Regions from separate parts of the Oryctolagus cuniculus genome. Here region 2 is linked to region 1. A link is a contact called in public Micro-C data. All regions are on one chromosome and are shown on one strand. The core of a region is the stretch at or near the end of the contact, and the rest is flanking DNA. Distances in the headings are between cores, read along the strand shown.

Region 1 (5,864 bases), core at 967-3,466:
GGGGGAAAAACTGCTATAATCTAAAAGTTGTACTTAGGAAATTTATATTTATTAAATAAAAGTTAAAAAAACTCTCTGTTAGCCATGTGGGGCATAGTTGGGTTGGAACTCAAGGTAATTATTTCACAATTCATGGTTATACCTCTCCCTCTGTATTTCAGACCGCCTATTACTTAATCCTTAGTAAATCAAGAGTCAGCATGTTCTTATTTATTTTTAGGATTTGAGGAACACTACTATCAGAAAACTTCCTACATTTTGTTTGCGTTTGGTTTTCAACTTGAAGCTTCACTTCCACTTTGGGTCTAAGGTGGCACAGTATTTTCTAACACTGGTTGCCTTTCCTTCTGTGTTACACAGAGGCTGAACTTGCAGAACCCTCTGCTCAAGAAATACTGCTAACTGGTTGGTAGCTTAGTGTTCCAGTTAGCGTTGAGATCAGCTTTGAAAGTGCCTGCTTCATTCACTCTCCACCATAGACCAGACGTGACAGTGCCAATGAATGACTCATTATCGGGGGAATACTTAAGATGCGCCAGACATTTTATAAGCAAATATTGAATGATATTAACTCATACTTCAAGAACCTGGTTATTTAGGGTCACACAGTTGCAAAAGCAATTCAGTTGTCAACTCCAAGAAGTCTGAATATTGCATATCATGTTTTATGCTGAACTAGGTCTAAAGTCAAATGTAGGTATTGCTTATTCTAAACGTTTTCTCAGGGCAAAGTATAGTAGTAACTCAAGCCAAACTATAAAGTTTAAATGCAATAAGGATTAAGGCATTAGATATTTGGAATTTATAGTCACAGGAAAAAAAGTCACAAAAATTACATCTCTCAATCATTTTTACACATTTTAATTATGTTAAAAATAATTTTAATTGGGCTTTTTTCCTTTCAGGAGAAAGGACATATTTCTGGTTTAAGACTCTCCCTCTCTCTATTTCTCTCTCTCTCTCTCTCTCAGTATTGGCATCAATATATAAAAGGATGCTGTATGTAGGCTTCTTTGCCATAGATCCCAATGCCTCACTTATAACCCAGGCAGTGGCTTTTCCTATTATATCCTGCGGGCCAAGGAGGGGGTGTCTCTTTTCCTACTTCCAAACTGCAGAGGGTATTCAGAATCATCTAGTTTCCTGGCCTGATTTTACAGAAGGCAAAATGAAGACCCAGAGAGATAAAATAAACATCATCAAAGTAACTGGGGACGAGGAAAGACTGGGTGTAAAATCACACCACTAGAAATGATCTTCCTTCATAATTAATTTTGAAACTTCCATGTCTAATCTGGAACTAAATATATCCTGTAAAAGAAAATTCCTTGAATACCATGGATAATGCATTCTCATAACTAACAACCTTTTTAGTCAGAAGAGCTATTCTTGAATGTAATAACCTCTTTTCATGCAAATTAAGCTTATTTTCACTTGTTAGATGCTTAATAGAGATGGATGATAGTCACTTTACTAATTATAATTACACACATGTGGGAAAATATTTGTCAGTCTTAACTTATTTTCTTGGCACCCACCAAAGAATCCACTTAAAAATTTTGCTTCCTCTGTCTAGTTACTGCTTAAGAAATCTGGATGTCATAATTCACTCCTCTATATTTTTCATATTCTTCTCTAGTTACTAAGCTCTTTTTGGTTATTTCTTAAAGAGCCCTCAAATATCACTAATCAAAAAAAAAAAAAAAAAAGACAACTTGGGTGTCACTATTAATCTGTGCTCCAATCAATCCTCATTTGGATTGTCATGGCATTTTACCTGATTGATTAGTCAATAAGTATTGTGACAACAAATCACAGTTGTTTAACAAAACATTTACTTCTTGCTCACATTACAAGAGGCATGCAAGGCAATCCAGGGCGTGGCTGGGTTTGCCTGGGTTTGCCTGTGTTTGCCTTGGCTTGCCTGCTTTTGACCAAGCTCGGGCATATTTTCTCATTTTGGGACTGAGGCTGAAGGAGCAGCTTCTCTCTGGGGCTAAGGAGTCTCATGTCCACAGCAGTCGCTCAAGGTGGCCCCACTTGAAGCTTCTGCTTGAAGATGATCTGTGTTGGATCTACTGAGATGCTGTTGGCCAGAGTGAGTTCTGTGGCCTCCTCGAGTGGGCGGGGTTATGCAGAGCGGTGTTCCCATAGGTGAGCACAGTATGAGTGAAGGGACAAAGAAATGGTGAACTAATAGACAACCTACTGCATGTGGTCACCTGTCTAACGTTGTGCTCCTCTGCCATTTGGCTCCATGCTGCCTACCCCTCAGACACATCACAAGACACTCAGAATTCTTTAGAATGAATCCAATCTCAGCCATAGCTTCCAGGTTAGCGCTATTCCGGCTCTTTCATGTTTAATTCTGCCCTCATCTCTCTACCCCAGCCATCGGATGCCTATATTAGTTCCCAGAAGTCACCACGTTCTGTCCTTCAGGTCTCTGTTCACCTGGTTTCCTCACTCAGTGGCCCTCCCATCCAACCTTCTCCAAGAGCATCCTTCACCCCTGCCTCAAGTCTATGCCCTGCTGAATCCTAACTGACTGATCACACACTTATGTCTCTCACCACACTCAGAGCTCCCTGGGGCTGGGTACTGTGTCAACCTCCTTGTGCTCCAGTTTGTGACACAAGAATTAATTCAGCAGTTAATTTTTAAATTCATGAAGAAAATTTTTTTTCTGCATCAATTTAGTACAGGTAAACTTATAATATTTACTTGGAAAGCTTTTTAGCATGAGAAGATTGCATCTAGGGTTTTTGTATTTTATTCTTATGTTTAACTCTATCTATCTATCTATCTATCTATCTATCTATCTATGGTATAATTCTACTCAACCACTTATTAGTTTTGCCCTTTGGAAGAGTAAATAACAGCCTGGGACCAAAAGCTTAATGTATGCAATACAGAGCATGTACAGTAGAACTGGATACAAAGTAGGATCACATCCACAAGGCTCTCTAAAGCTAAGTAATAGGTGCTTAAAAATAGTTGGTTCCTTTTTCATTCTTATTTTCATTGTGAATTGACTTCTTATTTTTTATTTTCCCTTTACCATGTCCCAAAGAAAAGATGGTAGTTATTGCTTTTTCCCCTCTTTTTTGAGTAAATGAAACAGAAGTAGAAAATATTAGATTCAAGGAGTACAAATCAACTAAGGTCATCCAGTAGATGGTGGTCCCACCACCACAAAAACTATTCTTTTACTTTTCTTATCTTTGCACATTTTGCACTTCTTTCTTCTTTCTTTTTTTTTTGGCCTACTTGCATATCATTCTGTTCTCTTTCAGGAACACTACTACCAAAAGTGTGAAATAAAAGTGCATTGTTAATCTTTTCTTGAGAGGCAGAAAGTGCTATGGCTTTCTTTTCCAGGAAGAATTTTTCCTTATATTTTGTCGTGGAAATGAGATATGGTCTGAGGTGTCAGATAAACATTCCTTTTACTCATTTCTTCAATTGTTCACTTATCAGGAGTTTAATTAATAGGTGGAGTGAGAAAAGAATTGGTGAACTTTGTCAGATCAAGAATCTAGAGAAGGCAGGCACCGTGGCTCAATAAGCTAATCTTCTGCCTTGCAGCGCTGGCACACCGGGTTCTAGTCCCGGTCGGGGCGCAGGATTCTGTCCCGGTTGCCCCTTTTCCAGGCCAGCTCTCTGCTGTGGCCAGGGAATGCAGTGGAGGATGGCCCAGGTCCTTAGGCCCTGCACCCGCATGGGAGACCAAAAGAGGTACCTGGCTCCTGCCATCGGATCAGCGCTGTGTGCCCGCCGCAGGCGCCAGCCACAGCGGCCATTGGAGGGTGAACCAACAGCAAAGGAAGACCTTTCTCTCTGTCTCTCTCTCTCACTGTCCACTCTGCCTGTCAAAAAAAAAAAAAAAAAAAAAAAAAAATCTAGAGAACTCAGCAGAATCTCCTAGAAGAGAAGAGGGAAGGGAGAGCTTCGTTGGCCCAGAGAGATCTGAGGAACAATGACCTGCACACACTTCTGAGTAGCTGACAGCCTCTTCTTCCTCAAGTATCACAGGTGCTTCAATAGAAGGTCTTGACTATAGTAAAATGATTTGTTTTATTGTCTGCCTTGATCCTGCTCTGTAGACTTAGACTGCCAATACCTAATTCGAGGTCTTTATCATAGCAGGCACACAATATGCATAAGAGGCAAAGTGTGTTTTTTTTGTTATGTTTTTTTTATTATTATTATTTTTTAACAGGCAGAGTGGACAGTGAGAGAGAGAGAGACAGGGAGAAAGGTCTTCCTTTACTGTTGGTTCACCCTCCAATGGCCGCTGTGGCTGGCGCCTGCGGCGGGCACACAGCGCTGATCCGATGGCAGGAGCCAGGTGCCTCTTTTGGTCTCCCATGCGGGTGCAGGGCCTAAGGACCTGGGCCATCCTCCACTGCATTCCCTGGCCACAGCAGAGAGCTGGCCTGGAAGAGGGGCAACCGGGACAGAATCCTGCGCCCCGACCGGGACTAAAACCCGGTGTGCCAGCGCCGCAAGGTGGAGGATTAGCTTATTGAGCCACGGTGGCAGCGTGTCTGTGTTTCAAACAGTCTCACTTAGGTGACTGGGGCTTCTGGACCCTTCTGCCGGCCTGCTAATGGTGGTACCTGGCCCATCCCGGTCTTAATCCCTTCCCACGCCTGTGCTGGAGATTCCACTTCTGTTTGCTGTGTTTCTCACGTCTTTGCTGACCTCCTCTCCTCACTTGCCCTTGCTGACTGCTTTCTGGTGGTTGCTCCTGCAGATCACTGGGGCATTTGCCATGTTAACCTGCTCTATTTATATGTCCTTTATTTCAGCTGTGGATTTTTAATCTGGACTTTCTACTGGAAAGATAGAAGATCTTCCTAGAAGATCAAGTCTGAGTCCTTTACTAAGGTTTTCCTTTGTCTCTTCACACCCTGTTGCTCCTGATGGGATTCCCAGATTGTTGCTCCTTGGCTTATGGAATATTTTAAGCTGAGAAAACTGGAAAGCAGGGGAGTCGCTCTCACCTCTTGCCCTCATCCCCCACTATTCTCTCCTCCTGAAGCAAGTCATAAACTTCGGAAGGATTGTCTGACCTTCCACCGAAATGGGTCCCAAGACCCTCATGCGAGAGGGACCCTCTGTTCCCATAGGAAAGGAGCATCTTTATCTCTGAAGACAGAGGGTCCCAGAGCAGAATCTGCACAATCAGGCTTTGCTAATTTCCCCACTTACAGTCATGAGATTTACCCTTTGCGCCTCGTATTTTTCCATGATCGTCTACACTTCATCAAACCTGCTAAAAAAGCACTCAGATTTACCTGTCCCTTCAGGTCTTCATTTTCTTAGAAATCTCCTGTGCAAGTAAAACTTGAATTAAACGTATTTCTATGTTTTTTTTTTTTTAAAGATTTAGTTGACAAGCAGAGAGAGAGAGAGAGAGAGAGATCATGTATCCCCTGGTTCACTCCCCAAATGGCTGCTACAGAACCAGGACACAGCCAGGAGCCCAGAACTCCATCCAGGTTTCCTGCATGGGTGGCAGGGGCCCAAGTACCTGGGTCATTTTTCACTGCTTTCCCGGGTCCATTAGCAGAGAGCTGGATCGGAAGTGGAGCTGCTGGGACTCAAACTGCCCTTCCCATGTGGGATCTTGTGATCGGTGTCACAGGTAGTGACTTCACCCTCGGTGCCACAACAATGGCCCCTGTATAGTTTTCTTGCTCATCTCTCATTACAGGGGAAAGGAATGTTTATTTGACACCTCAGGCCATACCTCATTTGCATTGGCTGTGGTGTGACTCTTCCCAAGAATTCTGTGTTTCGGAGGCTTGGTTCGCAAGGTGGCAGCCCTGGGAGAGATGGTGTGAACTTTTAAGAGG
Region 2 (5,864 bases), core at 2,078-4,577, 230 kb before region 1:
GAGTTGATCTTCTCTATATAAAGATAGTTAAAAATGAATCTTAATGAAGAATGGGATGGGAGAGGGAGTAGGAGGTGCGATGGTTTGTGGATGGGAGGCTGGGAATGGGGGAAGGACTGCTATATTCCAAAAGCTGTACCTATGAAATTTATATTTATTAAATAAAAGCTTTCTTTAAAAAAGAATGGGCCAGAGTTTGAGCAGATACCTTACAGAGGAGGAAGATATCAAAAGAGAAAACAGGCCTCTTAACACTTCTGGTCACCAAGAGAATACAAGTTAAATGCTTTGCTGTTGATATCTTGAAATTCTTCATCATTTTATCTTTAATCCTGTTTTACGTAAATCAAGTTTTGGGAGACTGTGGCGCATGTATCCAAGCAGTTTGCATGTCTGCCATGTTGGTTACCCTGTTCATCGGTAGCATTTGCTATCCCACAGGAGCATGAAATTCCGGTGGAGCCAGCGTGTCTGAGTTGGATGGGACTCAAAGGAGTACACGGTAAGTGGGGGACTGCAAAAGCTGTAGAGCCGTCGTCTTCATTTGAACCAGAACTTGCTTTGAAGACCCAAAGAAGGCAAGGCGGTTTTAAGAAACACTCAGAAAATCAAAGAATCCTATCATAGCCTTTCTCAAGATCTTGCTTCTTTGCATTTGTCAGCCATACATGCTACAGATGGTCACAGAGACAGAACAGGAAAGATAAGGTAATCCATAGCTCTTTTTTCCTTTCAGTCCTCTCTCACCTGTCAAATAAAGGTAGAAGGTGGTAGCATAAGACACATGCTTAAAGTGAAACTAAAGTATTTCACTTAGTTTTCTGTGGCATTTTTTTTGTTTTCATTTGTTTTTGCTTTTCTAAACATTTTATTTGAGGTTTACAAATTTCCGGTATTTCATGGATACAGGTTTAGGAACATAGTGATACCCCTTGCCCCTGCTCCTCTTCCTTCCTTTCCTATTCCCACTCTTAATTGTTACAATGATCTACTTTCTGTCTACTATTTACTCACAAAATTAACCCTACACTAAGTAAAGAGTTCCACAAATAGTATAAAGAAAAAAAAAAAAACCACACTGTTTCTCAACAGTAGAGACAAGGGCTGTAAACAAACATTGAAGACCAATGTCAGTTTCACTCCTATACATTATATTTTTGGCACTCTACTAGTTACCACAGATCAGGGAAAACGTGGAATTTATCCTTTTGGGACTGGCTTATTTCACTAAGTGTAATGATTTCTGGTTGCATCCATTTGTTGCAAAAGACAGGATTTCATTCTTCTTTATGGCTCAGTAGTATTCCAGAGCGTATATATACCATAATTTCTTTATCTCATCATCAGTTGATGTTCATCTGGGTTGATTCCGTACCTTAGCTATTGTGAATTGAGCTGCAGTGAACATGGGGGTACAGATCACTCTTTCATATGCTGATTTCATTTCCCTTGGGGAAATTCCCAGGAGTGGGATTGCTGGGTCATATGACATTTTCAAGAATGAGATGCATATGCATAGATAAGCTACAGTCTATGAATTATGCAATTTGGTGCTCTTGCATACATGTTAAATGTTCTTACATCAGCATTTAAAATTAGCATTGCAATATAAAAATGAATGATTATATTCAAGCTACTATTTTAACATTTAACTTTTTTTCTTACATAGGGTGACATTAAATAGCAGATAAATACAATGATAAGTTGAGATTGAAGGAAAGGGAGAGAGATCTAGATAGATATTGTGGAGAAAAACCAGAAAAGCTTTATATTTCTATTCCTTTAATGGCATTTTCCCCCAATTCTTTAAATGAATGACCTTGCATTTTCAATTGGCACTGAATTCTAATTATGTAACCAGTCCAGCTTACAAATCAATCACTGAAATCCTGAATATATACTCAACCAAAATAAAGGTTTTGTTTTTAACCAAGAGACATGTCCAAAAATATTAACATAATTAGTCATAATGACCTCAAGCAAGAAATAAACCAAAAGTTTATTGGTTGTATAAACTGTAGTATATTCATATAATGAAATACCAGACAGCAATGAAAATAAATAAATTACTGCTACATGCAGTAACGTGAATTTCACAGATGGAAAAGAACCCAATGCAAAAAGACCATTACCATGTGATTTCATCTGTGAGCAGGCACAAACACAGGCTGAATGAAGCTATGGGGGCCGCAGCAGCAGAGGAGCCACCCCTGCCTAACAGTCTCTGCCTTTCCCTTGAACTGCATTGTCAACAGTGGCATTTTGTGATGAGCCCGCACTGTGTCACTTGGTGCCTGCGTTTCCAATTCAAAGGCTGCCTGTGGTCAGCTTTGTGCCTCACGTCTTTAAAACATGGAAACAGCACTTAGCCTCCTCACTTCTTTTCTTCTTTAACTATAACAGATGTGGATTGCTGTCAAGTATAATTGTTTTTATTTCAGTCCCAAGGATTTAATTTTCAGTTTTCTCTAGACGCTTGATTCTGCATGAAAATCACCTTTCAATTGCTTTTCTCTTTGGAATTCTCTTGACCTGACCCCTCACTTAATTTTGGTTTCTGCTCAATGTCCTCAGACCCCACCCCAAAGAACACCAATCCCCTTGTCAAACTCTGGGCCTTACGTAGTTTCCTTGTTCTCTTCTGCTCTTAAAATGACCCAATATTAGGAGATGTCTGTGTATGTATACATGTGTGTGTGTACACACGTGTGTGAAGTTACTGTCTTTTCCCGCAAGAGCATAACCTCCAGGGGCTAAGATTTCCTCTTTCACTCACTGGTTGGCACTTAGCAGGTGCATAGTTAAGCATTTGTTGACTGAATGACACCTGATTTTGAAAACCAAGAAAAAGCACAATTTTGGAATTTTACCTTTTCTCCACTGTTAAGCATCCTCAGGTACTACCTTTTATGACGCTGCTTTAAGCAGTGGAACTCCAGAGAGACATGAGAGCTTATCCTAAAGGCAAAAGGTGGCGAATAGGAAGCATACGTGTTGTGGGTAGAAACTGGGGTGCAATCAGAACCCTCCTGTAGTTTCTCGGGGTTCCCGTGGTGGGCGCAGGAGGGCGAGAGCGCTCTGCACAGCGAGAGGCACGAGAGCGCCGCTAGGTGTCGCTCTTCGCTCACGCTCCTGCTTCTCGGGGTGGGAGAGGTGGGCAGGACTTTGTGTGTTGGGGTCCCACTGAGTCTTCCCTCCTGAGTATGCAGCCTCCTGGTTTACAACCGCGACAGAGGGCACCGACTCACCTGGACGGGTCTGCTCAATATGGAATCACTTACTGTTCCTACATAAAATTGATTTTTGGTTCTGAGCAGCACAGAAAGATTTAGAAGGGACGAGTGGTCTCAAGTGAGGCTCTCAGCTTTAGTCTCTGCCCACAAGACCTCGCTCCAGAGAAGGAAGGCAGCTGCCAGGGATCTGTCAGTCAAACGGTGACGGACGTATCTGCAGGAGCAGGCTTGGAAGCAAGGCTTCATTCAAACGGCACACCCACGTCCCGCCGTTAAGACACAGAGAAGTTATGTAATGGAAAACAAGGGTCAATGGCCAGCTTCCGCTGCACCAGGACACTTGCTCTCACATTTAACAAACTTCTGAGTGTCACGAGGCTGCAGTTTGAGTCAGTTCCTCTTCAGCTAGTGGCATGAAGAATCACATAACAGTGGGGTCGGCCGGCTGCTACGTCTCCTGGTGCCTTCCCCCTTGAGGCTGTTTAAGCCCACCTTTCTCTTCCCTTTCAAGAAGCTGGCTGTCTTCCTTTTAGGAATTCAGTCATCTCTCAGTATCGGGAGGTGGTGTTGGCGGCAGGGTAGGTTCTAGGACTTCCACCGCCGCCCGCAGGAAGCCCACATCTGTGCAGACTCCCGCCACTTCTGTAAACTCACCAACTCTTTGCATGTAATCTAGGCACTCCCTCCCGTGCGTTTTAAACCATCTCTGGATTACTTACAGTACCCAATACAATGCAAACGCCAAGTGTAGTTGTTCGACTTCACTATTGGGGGGAATAAGGATAAGGAAGAAACGTCTGTGGGCTCAGAAGAGATGCGTTTTTCCCTAAATGCTTTTTCCTCTGTGGTCGAATGAGCCTGCAGACCCAGAACCCTTGCGTGCAGAGGACCCACTGGGTTTCTTGTGCACTCCACTTATTCCACTTCCAACAGAAACTTGGTGAGTAATCTCTTCCGCTGTGCTGCATACTGTTTTAGGGCTGTGGCTGCAGTAGAGACACAACCAATGAAGTCCTTGCTACATTTCAGTGTTTCATCAAAGACCAAAATCTTAAACCAGGCAGAAGGCATTTGGTCTATGGGTTAAAATGCTCACATGCCACATCAGAGCGCCTGGGTTCTTTTCCTGGCTCTAGCTCGGGATTCCAGCTCCCTATCAGTGCTGGACCTGGGAGGTTGCAGGTTTTAGCTCAAGTCATTGGGTTTCTGCCACCCATGTGGAGGCCTTGAACTAAGCTCCTGGCTCCCAGCTTCAGCACTGGCCCAGTCTCAGCCTTTCTGGGCATTTGGGAACTAGACCAGTGATGGGAGCTGGCTCTCTCTCTCTCTCTCTCTCTCTCTCTCTCTCCTGCTCTCCCTACATCACTGTGCCTGTCAAAAGCAAAACATGCTTTTCAAAGATGAGTGTATTTTGGTACAAAAACAGTTTGAAACCCATGCACAGTTTTGTTGTACTATGGATGCGGGATGCGTCTCCTAGGTCATTTCCCGAAGGTCAGGGGTGCAGATGAGCTGAGCAGTTGATTCAGTGGGGGGTGATTTTCAGGAGCACATGCGTGTGCTCCATGTGGGTCTATAATGCGGTTCATCTTCATAAAACCCCGAGCTTTATGGGTTTCAAAGCATTAACTCATGTCTTTGGAACACCCCACATAGATTATTATAATTCTCTGTGTGCTGCCTGCCCATCTGCTTACCTACAGGAATTACAATCAGATGGAATGGCCCTGCTCAAATCTAGGTTCAGAAAAGAAATATGACAATACTTGAGTCCTTTTTTTGTTTTGTTTTGCTGAAGAAGCACAATTCTTTTTACACCCTGCCCGGCGTAAGAATGAAAAGCGTGTTACTCTGTGACTCTCTTGCTTTCAATTGGGGAGAGTAGGAAATTATTAAAAGAATCTTTGCCTCCCCCGACCCCTTACATCTCGATCAGAATGTGTCAGCTCTCAGGCAGTATGCCTGTTTAACTGCCTGCTGCCTTATATATGCCATGGCTTCTACTTAATTTCAGTTTGCAGATTTAGCACAATTATAGGGAAACAATGCATAGCAGCACAGTCAGGTCACCTGCTCATGCTTTCAACGCAAAAGAGAAAGTGGCAGGTAGCATAATCAGATACCCCTTAGATTCCTCCTGTTCTGATGATCAAATATGAATTTCTTAGTTGAACACAAGCAATATACAAAAAAAAAAAAAGCTCAACTTTCAGCTCCTCTCACCCCATTTATTTCCCCAAATGACCTCTTCTGGCCATAAGAATGCATCTAAGTATAAAATCAAGATGAGCTCCACATAGTACAAGAGCTATGCTTTCTTCTTCTCTTAAGAAATGAGTGTTCTGTTGCAAAGACCGACTAGAATGTGTGCAAAAGAAAGTGATGTCCTGATTTAATGCCTGGTGGGTCCATTTTCTTCTATTTAATGGCCACAGATTCATACTCTTAAGCTATGGGATCACTGGTAGAACACGGTGAGAGAGTATAATTTCATCCTTACTCTGGGAAAACAACTACAGCTCAAGGAAAAACATCTCTTCCCCGCCCCACGCCTGTTTTATTGACACTTGTTAATGCTGGCACCGTGTTCATCTTTTAAAAATTTTTTAATTAATTTATGTATTTTGACAG

What was found. Hi-C and Micro-C count contacts between places; a contact is called where the count stands out from the background.
Region 2: a Micro-C map of ear pinna shows a contact between it and region 1, with 4 times the contacts expected there. The contact joins two enhancer-like sites. A contact is called at or near these places in 2 of 6 Hi-C or Micro-C datasets (ear pinna and psoas muscle).

The regions. Positions count from the first base shown.
Region 1 is chr5:31,557,248-31,563,111 of mOryCun1.1, reverse strand. No RefSeq gene overlaps it. Among named protein-coding and RNA genes, the nearest start is that of IFNGR1, 120 kb to the left of the region's middle. Within about 2 kb of position 2,216, at least 1 of the 8 cell types and tissues checked has an H3K27ac peak or open chromatin away from gene starts, as enhancers often do. A contact at or near this core is called in ear pinna, where this site is marked.
Region 2 is chr5:31,787,649-31,793,512 of mOryCun1.1, reverse strand. No RefSeq gene overlaps it. Among named protein-coding and RNA genes, the nearest start is that of IL20RA, 11 kb to the left of the region's middle. Within about 2 kb of position 3,327, at least 2 of the 8 cell types and tissues checked have an H3K27ac peak or open chromatin away from gene starts, as enhancers often do. A contact at or near this core is called in ear pinna, where this site is marked.